Linked DNA regions of Zea mays: region 1 is linked to region 2. The links are chromatin contacts, called in public Hi-C maps. All regions are on one chromosome and are shown on one strand. The core of a region is the stretch at or near the end of the contact, and the rest is flanking DNA. Distances in the headings are between cores, read along the strand shown.

Region 1 (2,700 bases), core at 174-2,673, 230 kb before region 2:
GTAGCACATCCGATGGTGCAACGGCTAGGTGTACTACCTCGCTGATGAGCCCGGGGTGCACTTTGTTTGACAACCTAACCAAGAGTCATCGGTACTCGCCATGTCGTGCGCGTTCGATGACTACTATATCAAGGACTATGGCGTCATCTTGGCACCAGAAGTGACGCAGAGGAGGATCGACAACAATGACCACTCGCCATCGTCGGGGTAGCTTTTGTGTCGGCTTGCCTTTAATTCTCTTCGCAAACACATACACTTGCATTTTTTTGTTTAAGCAAGCGTGTATGGTGGTGCTTACTTGATGACTGACAATTTATGAGGGAACTTCTACCGACAGGTGTGACATGTGCTCTTCAATGATGAGACCATACAAATATATCGAAGTCTGCATGATACTGATGGTTGCAATGCAGTATTAAAACAGCTAAATTAAAATAACAAAATTTATGTATGGCTAGGATTACAAATGGATTATGAAATATTTTTTTATAACAATATAAGACACATTTTATATATAAGTTATTATGTTATTATATGTTCCCGTTGCAACGCACGGGTACTCACCTAGTTAGATCAGAAGTTACATGGCAGTCCATGGAACATTGAGTGCTCATTGGAAGTAAACTTCCTAGCCTTTGTACCTCGGCTAAGCTAAATTAGTAGTTATGGGTTTAAATGTTAGTATATATACCAGTTGCTAAGCAGTACCTTTCCCAACAGATCGGAGAGCGTTGAGGGGTTGCCACAGAGCAGAGAAGGTAATTCCGATGCTGAAGAGGTGGACAGTGCTCCCTGCCATCCACATCATAAATCCCATCATCATCAGGTTCTTGAACGGAGCCTGCGCAACTTCCCAAGCTTTCTGTTCACATCAGGGAGCACACACAGTTAGACAGCAATTTCAAAGCCTAGAACTACGTAGATGCTAACCCTAGATAATCACTGAGGACGGCAAAGTCATCAAGATCTAATCTAGCTCTTGCAAAACTGTACGACATGGTTATCCTATCATAGCCTGTAGGTCGCGCTGACGGCGGCCTGGATCTACTAGACCAAGCACGAATAGGCTACCGAACGAACGAACCTGCGCCTTCCATGCAGCCTCGGAGTCCTTGCGCTGGCGCGCTCCAGCGGCGTCGTCCTGCGATCCAGAGCAGGCACGTGAATTGCGGGACACAGAGCAAAACAGCGAAGGGACGAACGGGGAGGAGTAGGGGTTACCGCGTCGGGCGCGGATCTGGTGAAGCCGGGCGGGTCGGGGACGGCGGGGGAGGAGGAGGAGGCGTCGGGGAGCTCCACCGCCCAGCGGCGAGCGAGGCCCTTTCCCTTCTCCATCGCGGCGGGTCGATGCTCGGAGGTCGACGACCTGATGCTCCGCCGCCGGCGTTCGGGGCCGTCTGCGTCTGGCGCTGGTCTCGGAACGGTGACGAGTGCTAGTCAGCCTCGAACCAGTAGGGCCGTGAGTTTTATGGATAGGTCCTCAATATTGTAATGTGTTCAATTATGAGCCCAAGGGTGCATTGATGAGGATTGGAGGGATCCGCGCAAGCGCAACCGAACAAGAATTTGGCCTGGTTCCGTGGTTCGCTTCGATTCGATTTAGGCTGCAATTTTGTTCATTCGGGATAATCACATATCCAGGCATATGGTATCCGCGTGTTCATGGACCGATCTAGCCGGATGAAATTGTTAAAATATTTTATTTTAAAAAAAAACTTTCACCGTACTCTCGACTAGCTTGAGACGATGGGTAGTTAAAAAATTGGTATAGCTGAGTTCAGCGGGACGCGAAAAGCGTCACGGATGGGTTTTTTTCGTGGCGAGCGTCACTATAGGGCGTCCATCAGAAACCGGATGATGCGGTTGGAAAAAAAGGCATCCCCTTCCTCTCCCCTCAAACGGTCAAACCAACGTATCCTCTCTCTTCTTCTCCTCTTTACGCGAGGAACTCGTGTCTGTTTCCGCGACGCGCTCCTCCCCATCGGCCTGGTGCTTTTTCGCGTCCGCGCTCGAGATCAGCTGGAGTTAGTCTAAAGAGTAAGTGTTAGAGCAACTCCAAAAACCTAGCTAAATAGATTAGTATACGCAAAAACAGAAAAATTAGGATTAAAATCCGATCCAACGGACTCTCTTTCTTGCTCGCTATTGTATCCTGCTCACCATCCCATCCAGATTGTTAGGTATTTTTGCCGAGTCTGTCCGCCTAGCCATTCCCTCCTACCGTCACCCCTCTTGAGCCCTTGACGCCTGTAGCACCATTCCATCGCCTGCCGTTCTCGTCGTCCTCTCGCCGCTCCCAAGCCTCGCCGTCCTCGCGTGTGTTGGTAGATATGACATACCCAGGCTGGGAGGGGATTAACCGCAATACAGGGGAAGAGCACATCGATTAATTTTCTTGGCCAATGTCGACAATGCAAGCGTATCAGCAAAAGTGTAAATGCTTGCTCCTCCTGTTTGTTTGTTTTACTAGCATTCCAATTTCTAGCTCATATGCTAGCACTTTCTAAAAGTTGATCGATATCACGATTCATGGACAAAAAAATTTCTCATGCCAGCAGTAAAAAGAGAGACATGTGAACTGTAGATTTATATTTTAATATAAACACGTGTATCTTATTCACGTCAATTGAGAGGTGTTTTGAATATTTATAAACAATATTTAAAGAGTCTGTTGGTTTATCTCATCGTTTAAGAAATTAT
Region 2 (2,700 bases), core at 119-2,618:
TCGGTTGTAAATATTGGTGCCTCCCATCCTGGTGAAGCTTCTCACTTCACCAAATGAAGATGTCCGTAAACAAGCATGTTAGAAAACAAATTATCATTATTTGAATTGCGCACACATTTCATGTTATTAGTGTAAATTTGTGAGATATTGGGGTTGATGATATATATGTTGTTCGTTTTCATGTAATCTTTGTGCACTAACATTTATTGAATAATTTGGATGACGTCGTAACACATGAGCACATAACTAGAGAAGGTACCAACCAAAAGTATGTGCATGAACAGAGATCAAACATTTCAAAGTTTCTTCATAATCTAAAAATACATAAATGTGTGTTTGATTTACCAGAACATGTAAAGTATCATATTCAACATTTTTAATCCAGGGTTAAGATATCCTGGGTTCACATATCCTACTTTCATGACATTGTGCAATTACATCTAATATATTTGCCTTCTTTCGTCTAGGTACTGGTTTCATCATATACATGATCTTTCTTAAACAAAAAGGAATAATTCTCTAACCTCACATAATGGTGTACAATGATGAAAATGGATTTGGGATAGATGCGGTCATAGGGTTAGCGACATGAGCTCCGTGAGCCCGCCCATCGTGGACGGGATCTGGCCATGCACGTCGTCCGCGCCGTCAATGAAGACGATGTTTACACGCTGGCCCGACGTCGTTGCACCAAAAGTGGTCCCACGCGCAGTAGTTGGGTAGCACATGCTTCATGTTCAGCAGCGCGTGCAGCTCGCGAGGTGAGCAGGACCACGTCGTGTTGCGGACGCTGCAATGAGCAGGAAGACAACGAGGAAGATGGTGGTGGTGGACGCCATTGCGCTCGTGTGCTAGGACCTAGGAAGATAGCCGTGCATATCATAGTGATGTTTATCGTTAACTTTTAAACATCGTGGCAAAACACGGACACTTACCTAGTCCCTAGATAAAAGCCCAGTCCGACAATTGAAGTGTCTCCATTCTCTAATGAGGAATTTGTATTTTTGACACCTTAAGTAAGTGATTTTGCACAATTGACACTCTAAAATTAATTTCGTAAATTTGATACCCACATCATTGTCACTTTGATTTATTTGTCATTTTATCTTTTAATAGTTTTCTTTTCTTTTTTCTATTTTCTAAAATATAAAAGGACTAATATATCCTTTCTTGTTTATAAATTTGCCGCAGATGTGCTCTTTCACTTATTAAAAGAGTACCACATTCTCAATTTGCCGCAGCGGTGGCTTTATTAGTACGTTAAATACGAGAAATGGTATATTATATTTATTCCTTCCATATCTCAGAAAATGGGAAAATAAAAAAACTATTAAAAAGTGCGTGTCAGATTTACGAATTTAATCTTTAGAAATTAGAATGTCAATTGTGCAAAGCCAGTTATTTAGGGTGTCAAAAATACAAATTTCTCCTCCCGAACACCCTACTCGTTCTCCCCCATCGGCGCCGCTACGACCAGCGTTTGAGCCACTCGCCGCCGCGCACGATCCTCCACGCCTTGCTCCAGTCCTCGTCGGCACGCCTCCTTCCCAACCCTAACCCTAGCACTAGCAGTCAGTCGAGCGGCGGCAAGTCAAGGGTCTGTCGAGCGGGCCGGCGGCGAAGAAGTGTCTAGCGAGGCGAGTCAGGTGCAGGGGGACCCACCCGCAGCGGTGGCGTGAAGCGCGTTTGACTGGATCGACCAGGTTGGCGGCTAAACAGAGGAGGTTGCTTGTTTGTTTTCTCCGTCCGGCTGCGGTTTTCCTTTGACTGGATCGATCAGATTTGCCGGCGGCGGCAGCGGTCCCCCGGCAAAGGCGTGGGGATCCCTGCCGGGATGGAGGTGCCGTGGCTGCTGCTGGTGCACGGGTCAGTGACGGCGCTGGTGGTGGTGTCGTTCCTCTGCGGGCAATGGCCCATCTTCGAGGGCACCTTCATCCAGAGCATCAACCACTTCCTCACCTTTGGGGCCTACCACTACCTCCTGTACGTTCTAGCGCCTCCCTTCCCCCTATCCTTCCTTTCACTCCTGCTCCTGCTTAGTGAGTGAGGGAATTGTTCCTGCAGGCGGTTTGTGCAGTCTGTGTGCGGCACTGGGGCTAGGGATCTCGTCCTCGGTGTCGAGGGATACTGCTGCGACCGACCCAACCCGATATTGCAGGTACATGCCATTCATCCGTACTTGAATTGCCAACGTGTCTTGAATTATCAATGTTGGGGATAACTGTTTATGTCGAAATATGATGTAGTTGTGATGGAAGGTTAAGTTGTCTGTTTTGAGTATTGGAATACCGCTTGATGCTGAATGGCTGTTAGTTGTTGCTTGAGATAGCGGCATTGATCGATAGCTAGGGGATTGATGGTGGGTTCTCGGTTGGTAGCTCCAATGCTCGGTTGACTACTTGACTCTGCAAACGAGGAGTTTTTTCAAGGACCAGAATGTGGACGATCAAGTATGTTAGGGCTTGGGTTTCTTATTTGGTTGCCCATTATTATAAATATCCTACATTTGGTAAACCTGCTATACAGTAAACATGCAACCAAAAGCTGCTGATTAAGGGAGTGGTTTATGTTCTTCGGATTCTATGAAATTAATAAAGGCTTTGTGCTTGTGCTAAGTGAAAGCAGTGGCGAATCTTAGGTTAGAATATACATGGTTTAGGGAATGTCGGGGGGGGGGGGGGGGATCTAAATCTTCATTAG

What was found. Hi-C and Micro-C count contacts between places; a contact is called where the count stands out from the background.
Region 1: a Hi-C map of ear shows a contact between it and region 2, with 2.3 times the contacts expected there. The contact joins the promoter of LOC100381640 here to the promoter of LOC100284321 in region 2. A contact is called at or near these places in 9 of 25 Hi-C or Micro-C datasets (ear, endosperm, leaf and 2 more) and 1 of 3 datasets of contacts at active chromatin or transcription factors (leaf).

The regions. Positions count from the first base shown.
Region 1 is chr9:133,917,918-133,920,617 of Zm-B73-REFERENCE-NAM-5.0, reverse strand. LOC100381640 reads right to left here and starts at 1,423. Exons shown (of 6, transcript NM_001174455.1): 1 at 1,222-1,423; 2 at 1,085-1,141; 3 at 709-862. The coding sequence starts at 1,335.
Region 2 is chr9:133,686,095-133,688,794 of Zm-B73-REFERENCE-NAM-5.0, reverse strand. It overlaps LOC100284321, which reads left to right and starts at 1,368. Exons shown (of 10, transcript NM_001157216.2): 1 at 1,368-1,983; 2 at 2,065-2,158. The coding sequence starts at 1,835.